Linked DNA regions of Mus musculus: region 1 is linked to region 2. Evidence: chromatin contacts called from public Hi-C data. All regions are on one chromosome and are shown on one strand. The core of a region is the stretch at or near the end of the contact, and the rest is flanking DNA. Distances in the headings are between cores, read along the strand shown.

Evidence for each region. Hi-C and Micro-C count contacts between places; a contact is called where the count stands out from the background.
Region 1: a Hi-C map of adipose-derived mesenchymal stem cells shows a contact between it and region 2, with 2.2 times the contacts expected there. The contact joins two enhancer-like sites.

What each region holds. Positions count from the first base shown.
Region 1 is chr14:106,392,206-106,397,927 of GRCm38.p6, reverse strand. It overlaps Gm41240 (a long non-coding RNA gene), which reads right to left. Exons shown (of 4, transcript XR_001781423.1): 3 at 3,359-3,462; 4 at 1,160-1,249. Among named protein-coding and RNA genes, the nearest start is that of Gm41240, 31 kb to the right of the region's middle. Within about 2 kb of position 3,732, at least 14 of the 459 cell types and tissues checked have an H3K27ac peak or open chromatin away from gene starts, as enhancers often do. A contact at or near this core is called in adipose-derived mesenchymal stem cells, where this site is marked.
Region 2 is chr14:105,742,800-105,747,882 of GRCm38.p6, reverse strand. No RefSeq gene overlaps it. Among named protein-coding and RNA genes, the nearest start is that of Gm35967, 17 kb to the right of the region's middle. Within about 2 kb of position 3,547, at least 47 of the 459 cell types and tissues checked have an H3K27ac peak or open chromatin away from gene starts, as enhancers often do. A contact at or near this core is called in adipose-derived mesenchymal stem cells, where this site is marked.

The sequences.
Region 1 (5,722 bases), core at 2,483-4,982, 650 kb before region 2:
CCCAGCTTGTCCTCAAACTCACTATTTAATCAAGCATAACAATGAATTTCTAATCTTCCTAACTCCATGTCTTGAATACTAGAGTTATAAGCATACGTTACCTCCCCTGATTTATCTGGTTCTTCTGATGTAACCAAGGGCTTCTTGCATGCCAGGCGAGTGCACATAAGCAAGGTAAGATACATTTCCAGTCCATTTTGCTTAGAAATAACTAAATGAATAAACAATAAAATTAAGAAAGCTCACCACAATTACAAAATACTAACCAAAACAATAATAAAAAATATAAAAACTCTATTTAACATTCCACCACCTCCCCTTTAATTTCTCAAAAAATTTTTATAAAAGTGTTTTTAATCTTTAGAAATGTGCAAGGACTCCATATTCCTCTGTAATTTTGTTTCTACAAAATCTTTCTGAAGCTGTTTCAACTAATTCCCTGTTAGAGAAAAGAATCCCAAAGGAAACTTTCTGTCATATTTTTTAGGCACACAGTTTGAATTTACTAATCAATTGGTATTGAGTTTCCAATGCAAGATCTACACACGATCCAGAGATCTGATGTAAATTGGGCTTCTAATTAACAACACCTTGCCCTTGATTTACATTTCAGCTTTGTCAAGGGTAATTGGCCAGAAAAGATATCCATTGTGATGGTTTAGAAATGTCACAAACATTGAAATCTCCTGTGATTTGAACTAGCATATCCATATTTATGTTTCACATTTTTCCCTCTTACTTGAATTGTCGAGTCTCGTGTGTGTACAATAACTCTTGTCTGGTCTTAGATGTATAGTCACTGTTGTCCTGTTTTATGTGTGTAAAATCACTGTCCAACTTTCTCCACCAATTGAGGCTTCTTCAACCTCAATTTTTCTAGTTCCAATGAAGGGACCAGCAAGCTTCCAACTTGGGACACTGCCTTTAACTATCTACTCAAACTCCTCGTTAATGGTTTACACTGGAGATCAAATTTCAACATGAATTTTGGTGGTAATATTCACACCATTGCTTCCTGTGCTATCCACACCTCTGTAAACCCTGTTCCCTATGTCTATTGTATCCCTGATGTTTCCTTGCCAGCATTCTGCAATAGCTACTATATATGAGCATATTAAAGCCCTGCTCCTTTGCTGCATATGTGAACCACTTGCCTGTATGGTTTATGATTTAGAGCTCAAACTGGATCAAGTTGAATAGTGAGGCTTCTCTCTTAGCTGACAATCTCTTTTCTCATGTCTCTTTGATCCTGAGAGCAATAAAGCAAGAGAGAAGTAAGAAGGATGAAAGCTGGCCTTGAGCTCGATGGTATCCTACTTGTCCAGTGTGTACGAGAACCTGGCATCAAAAACGAGTACAGAAAATGCAGTGCATAACAAGATAAAGCTTTAAATATAACAGTTTTGTAAAGAGGTCCAATTTAAATTGACAAACTCGTCCTTAAAAACATAGAAAATGATAAAAGAAATACTAAGAGACATAGATCCCCCACACATGCTATCTCAGAATAAAGAGTTCTGTGACAGCAGACAGAGTTCTACTGAAGCCCATGACCCTAGGACTAAACCTTCGCATGGCAAAGAAAGGTAGATACTAAAGGAAGGAGAGAGAGAGAGAGGGAGAGAGAGAGAGAGGGAGAGAGAGAGAGAGGGAGAGAGAGAGAGAGGGAGAGAGAGAATGAGAGAATGAATGAATGAATCCTTCCAGAGAAGGATTAACTATAGTTGCTCCAAAGAACCTTTCTAAACAGGTCTACTCACTACCACCATCCCTAGCTCCCCACCCCCACCCTGCCACACACTCTGTTTTCTTTCTTTTCCACTACCTCTGGTGGGTGTTAGGCTACAAAGAAAGTTGAAGCATTTAAGAACCATCATTAAAAATAGGTTTTGAAAAACTTTAAAAAAAGAGAAAGATAATTATAACTTTAAATGTTTCCTCAATGTAAATTCTTTGTTTCATTTTTATGTTATATAATTCCAATATTCTTAAATTGGTAATAGTTAATTGATAGACATTGATTGATGAATTAGATTTTTGAAGGGATACACAGTATAATCATTGAATTTTAATCTCTAGTCATTTGACAGAGGAAGACTTCTCTTCTGTCGTCTTATTTATAACTATGTGTGAAATGATGAGATTCATAATGAATATTCATTCTCAAATGTAAAAATGATTATGAAAGATGTCCTAGTTAAAATATCAATGTTGTGATGAAACACTGTGACCAAAAGCAAGTTGGGAAGGAAAAGTTTAGTTTTTCTTACACTTCTACAATGTAGTCCATTATTAAAGAAATTCAGGACAGGAACTCAAACAGGACAGCAGCCTGGAGGCAGGAAGTCATGCAGAAGCCATGGAGGAGTGCTGTTTACTGGCTTGCTCCTCATAGCTTTCTCAGTCTGCTTTCTTACAGAACCCAAGTTCACCAACTTAGAGGTAGCACCACCTACAGTGGGCTGTGCCCTCCCCCATGGATCACTAATTAAGAAAATGCATACAACAGTCTTATCCTTTCAGAAAACTCTGGCCTGTGTCACACTGACAAAGCTAGTTAATCCCTTGTCAACTTCCATAGAACAGCTGATGAAGCTTTGAACTCTTTTCTAGCCCAATGGTCAAAAGAAGAAAAAACAAAGAAAAGAAAGAAAGAGAGAGGGGGGGGAGGGAGGGAGGGGGAGGGAGAGAGAGAGAGAGGGAGGGAGGGAGAGAGAGAGAGAGAGAGGGAGGGAGGAAGGAAGGAAGGAAGGAAGGAAGGAAGGAAGGAAGGAAGGAAGGAAGGAAGGAAGGAAGGAAGGAAGGAAGAAAAGGTCTCTTCCTCTCTCACACAAAACCCCCAAAATCTTGGTAGCAATTTCTGTCCCAGTTAGACATACTATTGTCGTGATGAAACACTGTAACTAAAAGCAAACTGGGGAGGAAAGTATTTATTTTTCTTACACTTCCATATTTTGGTCCATTATTGAAGGAAGTCTGGGTAGGATCTTAAGCAGGGCAGGAACCTGGAGGCAGGAGTTGATGCAGAGGCCAGAGAGGTGGTGCTTCCTGGCTTGCTCCTCATAAGACTTCCTCAGCCCCCTTTCTTATAGAACCCAGGACCACCAGCCCAGGGATAAAACCACAATAGCCTGGGGCCGCCCCCATCAATCCCTAATTCAGAAATTCCCTACAGTCAGATACTGAGGAAATTTTTCACTTGAGGTTCCCTCCTTTCAGATAACTCTTTCAGATAACTCAAGTTGACACAAAACTAACCAGCACAGACAATTTCAGAAATATCAACAGATTTAGGATATAGAAATAGACATCCCTTTTCTAGAAGGTGGAAAATTTTAAAAACTCAACTTACACTTACAGTGAAATACTACAGATGATTTAGAATAACTTCGAAAATGACTTATAGGTGAGATAATCCTGGATTTTGCATCACTTGCCAATTCCAGCAGTTCTTCAGGAATTCTGTTGTGATACGAAAAAAACAGCAAGGAAGTAATCTAAAGTATTTGCATATATAGGAAACTAAGACCAAATAATCAAGTGAGTTATAGTGGAATCTATGATCTCATTGGAATGAGAAGGCATGATATAAATGTTGAGTGCTTCCCTTGAGAGGCCACGCATACACAGCATTTATCTTTATTAGCCACCATCCTTCTAACAGTCGGGCTCTGAATGGTCCAGGCACATGTTCTTGCCCTTATTCAAACAAACAGGCTAGAGCATGTGGTAACACGATGACTGTACAAGTACAAAATACACACTCCCCAGGCATATTTGAGGCATCAACTCTGATAACCAGAGCACCCAGCCTTTTGTAATCTGTCAACAAACTAATAAATTACATCGGACAAGTGAGGAACAACTTCCTTCCCATGACCATCTGCACAGGGAATAAGTCAACAATTAGGAATCCAATAAAAGTGAGTTTTGACAAGATAAGCAAAGGCTTAATATTTCAAGTTAAGGTCTAATCCTTTTAGGAACTGATTAGCACACACTTAAGATTTTTGGCATTCTATCTATAAATATTAAGAGATTATTAAGAAATATAATCAGGCAACAGGAATGTACATCTTGAGCCCTGCCCTGGATGTACGGTGGAGTCTCATTTCTATTGACGTCAAAGGAGTTGTACTTCTAAGACAGAGCTACACTTGGCTACTTTCTCAATTACTGAATCAAACTCAGATTTACTTAACTCTTCTGTAAAAGATTAGTTATCTAAGTCCATTAATATATACTTTGGCTACAGAGTTGGATTCAGAAGGCCTACATTGATAGTGATTTAACTTTTTTATTAATTTTAAGAACGAGTGTCCTTACATAATTTTCCATGCCTATAGTTGTTCCCATTCCTCCTGCTGCTTTATCACACCATCAAGAGATTCCAACATACCCCTAATGGCAACCTGTCAACAATCTGACCATTAAAGAAAGTAGAGGCTAGGACTTGTTGGAGAAGGAGGTGACACTCTGTGCCTACCTAACCTGTGAAATTCAGTTAAAATTGACTTTTAAGCTTTGTAAAAACTCTGTTGTACATGCTGATGAGGAATAGGTTGGGAGAGTCCCAGGTTTATCATTCATTATCATATGCTGCCTTGATGAATTCCTGACTTACTGTTGTGTTTCCCATATATGCAGGTTTGCAGAAGATCCTCCCAGATATAAAGATTACTTAAATAAGACCATAATCATCTACTATATCTCCTAGCCAACTCTAAAATGTTCTGTAAAAATAATCTATATAAACACACATGTACCCCTGTATGTGTGTGCACAGAGAAAGAAGTTTTTTCACACATACACACACATACACACACACACACATACACACATACACAGAGAGAGAGAGAAAGAGAGAGAGACAGACATTTATAGTGGGTGAAATTTCAATTATTTCTAAAAACTTGGAACTCATAGTAAATTTACCAATGAGCCTTATCACTTATTAGTCTAAAACCTGTTGCTAGATAAGAAAAATACTTTGAACATAACTATTTTTAACTAATTTTTATTTAATTTTTTGAGAATGTTCATACAATATTTTTTTACAAATAAATGTAGATTTAATTTTACCTTTTGGGGCATATCTTTTTCTAATAAAGAGATATATCCAGCAAATGAAAATTATACATGTTCTGGGTTATGAGGTATATTCAAGTCATAAATGTTATACAAGGGATTACATACATATGTCCAACTATGACTGATATTTTTTTTAAGTGAACTAACTCCATTCCATTAGTTTCCCCTAGAGAACAAAAAGGGAAATGTATATTTGGAAAAATGAGAAAAAAAACCCTGAGGATTAAAATATCTAAAAATATACTTTATTGAAGGAAACAGATGATCTAGGATACAGACGACTTCAGAAAGACTAATGCTTATTATTTAATTTAGATAAACAAAAATGCTATCTTTGGAAAAACTATTCATCTTTCTACAAGTTTCCAGAAGGTCAAATTCAGTTCACCGTGCCTTTTGTGTTTCAAGATCAGCCATATTTTAAAATACATCTTTCAACATTACATTTTCTTCTCTCCTTTTGAAACTCTTTAATTTTTGCATTTTTCTTCTTGAAAACCTGCCAAATATGTGTCAAATGAGATCCTAAATCTCTCTCTTATCTGTGCTTAAAAGTATTTTATTCCTAGTTTCTCCTGGGACTTTACACAATATTCCCCATTCTCCTTCATGGCACATACACAAGCTCTTC
Region 2 (5,083 bases), core at 2,298-4,797:
GTATTTGTCTTCTTGGATAGGGTCCTCATACCCACAACAAACCTCACAGTTAATCATAGGGATGTTGGATGGATTAGAATACGTGAAGAGTTTGCTTATTAATGAAGTAAATGACAGTGTTTTCATATATTACTGCAAAACTGAAAGTTTTAGGCTTGGAGCTATTCGGGCAGAAGAGCTCCTGAGTGATGAAGCCACCGGGGCTTTATTTTAAAGAGGGTGATGTGGGTCACTTGATGTGTGCTCTGCATACATTGTCTTAACCTTGTCCCAGAGCTGTGTCTGTCTGCCCATCTGCTACGGCCATGTATGGCCGACTCACACTATTCGCTAAAGACATATTTGTTTGCTGTGGGTCAGGAACTGTGCTAAGACTGAAGAGAAGACTGGGAAAGAGTAAGAGAAGTCTCTTCTAGGAAGTTTAAAATGGATTTGTTTTTGTTTTTGTTTAATGTCAGAATGTGAGAAGTTTATATGACTTGGGGTTTCCAAATTGGAGTGTGGCGGTGCATTTCTTTACCTCCATCTCACAGGAGGCAGAGACAGGCAGATCTCTATGAGAGTTTGAGGCTGGGTTTAGTATTAACATTCATGACCATAATTTTCTGTTGCCTGAAAATGCTATTTAAACTACAAATGAAAAAACATTTCATTATTGAAAGATTGAAATCATTTTGACTTTTGTAGCCAACTTCTCTCTCTCTCTCTTTTTTTTTTTCAGTTGAGACAGGGTTTAACTATGTAGCTCTGGCTGGCCTGGAGTTCCTGATGTAGACCAGGCTGGCCTTCAGCTCATAAAGTCTGCCTGTCTCAGCATTTCTTACTTCATAATAAATCACATTTCTTACAAATACATGAAAATAATTTTTTTGGTGATAGAAAACTCCAAGGTCATACACATACACACACACACACACACACACACACACACAGAGCCTTTGTAAAAAGAAGTTCATACAAGTATCTATGTCAGCACCCTGGGTTATGGTACTCCTTTGGCACATGTACTGAGGTCCCTTCGACATAGACTTGTGCTTATAAATCGAGAAAAGGATATATGCAGTGATTGTGCTAATCTCAATAGAGCTATTGTTCAGACAGAAAAGCATCTCACGGAGGCATTGCCTGGGGTGTGAGGTTTGATCTCTTATTTGCTCTTTGACTACTGAACTTTACAGGAATATCAATTTGTTTCTTCCAGATTTGGAAATATTCTCAAGTTACATTTCTTCAAAGCCTACAATTAAGAAAATGTTGTGCTGACTCAGAAGCCTCCTTCCTGAGAGCCAGCATTCGTAATATCAGAAGGTGCTATGCAAGTTGCCAAGAGAGGAAAGTAACCAACAGTCTATGTCCAGTGTAAACCACAACAACGACTCCCACAACAACGACTGGTCTGGCAAGGCATCGCCAGTGCTGCATGACTGCTACTTTTACCTGAAAGGTAACCAACACTTGTTGAACTAGACTTAAGCCCACTCCTTAGGAGACGAAGTCAAGACTCTTACTATAAACTGAGCAAACTCTCTATGGCTGAAGAGAACAAAGACCCTGGGAAAGAACCTATTGCCATCATTTTTCTAAACCATTATAATTTTAACTGTATTTTAAATAGTTATTCTTATACCCATACATAAGTATAGCTCCTTCCCTGCCCCATCAAGTAGCTTTGTTTTTTTTTTTTTGTTTTTGTTTTTGTTTTTTTTTTTTTAACAAAGGGAGACTATTACAGAGATTCATAACTGGTAACGATGTAAAAACTAAATGTGTGGGAAGTACCCAATCCCAACTGATACATCTACAATACACCCCTTACTCTTAAGGCTTGGAGAAAAGGAAGACTGTAGGAAGACTGTAAGAGCTAGAGAAAGAGACAGGATTCCTGATGTGAGATGGTATCTTCTAGAATGTGATAGGGACTTTGGACCCATGAAATCTCAATGACATGGTCACCTACACCAGTCCTGCATTTTGACATCACCAATTGAAATGCCAATATGGATAAAAGAAATTCACATGGCCACACACACACCTAGACGAAGAAATGTAGACAATTCATAACGGCAACTGATGAAAAAGGATAATCACTTTTCTTTGAGGACAATCCCCTAATAGGTTATCCAGTTCCAGGTTCGGGCATAAACACATGTATATATGAACAATGTTAAATAGGCTCAGTAGGGTGTGTGTGTGTGTGTGTGTGTGTGTGTGTGTGTGTGTGTGTGTTCATAATTGAATAAATTGTCAATTTGAGAGAGAATGTGGGCATAAGGGAGTAGACTGGAGGGGTAGAAATGATGTAAGTACAATACTCGTGTATTAAATTTTCAAAAAATTAAAAGAAATTAAAGAAAATGGTCTAAGTGGGTGTGTCTGTAATTTTCAACAATGGTTCCCTTAGAGACCTAAAATGACACTCCAGTTTCATGACCTTCCAGGCATCTAGAAGAAAGTAGAGAGTAGAGCAGCACATATTGGTAAAACCCACAGATGGGACCCATTAAGTCTATTTGCAAATTGTTGGCCAAACTCAGGCATACAGCTAAGTATGTACACAACTAATAGAGTAGATTAGGCATATTTCTAGCTACATGGTAAGCTGGAAAATGTACTATGGCAGAGGCCCCTTTAATCTGGAAGAAGGAAGAAAAATAGAGATTAGAGAGCAGGCAAGGAATTCGATGCAGCTCTGCAGAGATCTGACAGTCAGTTACTTCCAGGTGAAACTATTTCTACAATCCAAATATACTAACTATGTTGACACCAAGCTTATGGTTCCCCATCTTATACAAATATATAATCAAGGGGAAAAAGACAATTTCATTCCCTCTTTTGTCCAATCATTAAATGCTGAGTTCACAATTCCTCAGAAGGGACTTTTGTCCAAAGAGGAGGACATTGTGTAAGGGTAGGCAGAGTCAGTGCTGCAGAGGAAGGCCAGGAAAATGGACTCAAAGGAAAATAAAACACACAAGGTAACAACAAGCCAAAAAGGTTTCAAGGTAGGTTAAAATGGATGCCAGCTTCTGACTTTAAATGCACTTGTGTAAACAAAGAAAAACTGTGGTAACTTTGAAAACAAGAGAATGACATTATCTGAATGTGAGTTTGGAAGACTTTCCTGGCAACAGTGCAAATATTTGCTGCTCAGTAGAACTGAGTTCAATCGGGGATTCATAGAGTTACAGTAGTGTAGGTGGAAAATCATAAGAAGTTTCATTTGAGAAGGGACAGGCAAATGGAGGAGTCACAAATGAAGAAATTAGCAATGTCCTGTATCAAAGGACAGAGAAGACGAAGTGCATTAGAGCGTCTAACCTGCAGGACTCAGGGTCTGGTAATAATATGTCGGGAAGGTTGGAAATGACAGGACAACGTGAGGAGGAGAAAATAAGTAGTTAGTTTCTACCTTGAGATCTCCTCTGAGTGAGAGCAGCAGTAACTATGACATGTAAAAAAACAAAAGTGAGTGCTTGCTCTGCGTAACAGTTTGTGCTGTGGATATTCTCACACTGTTCTGGGAAACTCTCCCAACTCAACATTTGGCTGAAGTCATTGTAAGCCCTTGAGAGTCATTCAGGAAATTCCATGTTCCTTATGACTCTATTCTAAAAGTACACAGCCAAGAAAAGACACAAATTATGATGCACTTTCTAGGGCCAAGGCTGTACTATGTTGACGATAGGCTTGTAGAAGCCTGAAACTCTCAAAGGGTTTACTCTAGGCAAAACCACATGTGGGCATATATTTCATGGGTGAATAGATTTGAAACTTATACCCAACAATGACAAGCAGTTAGAAAGTGAGGGACAGAGAGAACAAGAGAGGGAAGCTCACTAATTGTAGGCTGTTACATTTCTATAGTTTGGGGCTGTTTATTATAGTCCTCGAAACTTTACCTTAACTTAACATTACTTGGCCCATCCCAAATTATCAATCTAGAGAATGAATAGAGCTGTAATGAGACTCCCTAGGCCACCTACCTTGTTATTTTTTTCAATTCTGGGAAAATTAAATAAGAAAACCAGTAACAACAAGAACAAGAACAACATAACACAGTATTATAGACCTGGCACACAATAAACAGTTAACAAATTAATGAGTAAATAAATATTTAAAATAATTGTACAATATTTAAATTTTTATACTTAAAAGATGAATTGTTATAAATGAACACAGTGGGTAGTTATTTTAAATTGATAATCATATTTATTAATGATTATTTTATAATAAAATTGGGACACATCTGGAGAGTCTATATAAAAAATTCTTAATGCTAGCCCAACACTGCAGTTAAAGGAGGGCAAACAGAGGTCCCCATTCTTAAGCCATAAGTAGACAAACTCGGTTTGTCAAGCTTCAAAACTGTACCTAGGACTGCTCTCGACCACTTTGTCCCCCTTCTCCCTCCTTAAACCAGGGTGGAAAATTGTAAGCTTTACAAGGGAGACAAATATATAATGATGTAATAAGCAAAACTTAAAAATCTATCAAGCACTTAAAAGTCTATCAGGTAGCAATTAAAAGAAATGCAATATAAGGACCTAAGTATTAAATCAAAGTCGCATTAAAACAGAAAGCTGGAGGACCCCGACACATACATATACAGCAGAGGACTGCTGGTCTGGCCTCAGTGAGAGAAGATGCAACTAACCATTGAGAGAGAATCGAGGCCCCAGGGAGTGGAGGGGCCTGGTGGGGTGGGAGGTGGGGTATGGGAACATTCTCTTGGAGACCTGGGGGAAGGGTGCGGGGAGATATGGAATGGGGAGCAGTTGGGGGAACCTTCTGGGAGGGGAATGAAGAATGGACTGTAAAAAATGATTAAAGAAAACAAACAAACAAACAAACAAACAAACCCAGAGAGCTCGGGGAGGGGTGAGCCTACAGGATGACTTCAGAGGTGTATCAGGCCTTTTGGAAGGAGAAAGCTTTTTTCTATCACACAGAAGAGTTGTAGATGCAGTCCTTGTTGCTGTTCTGCAGACCTATGCCTTTCATCACCTCTCTCCTCTGGCACAGGCAATAGAGTTCAGAGAATTACTGTTCTTCGGCGTCCATCTGCAGAGCTAGGTGGTATTCA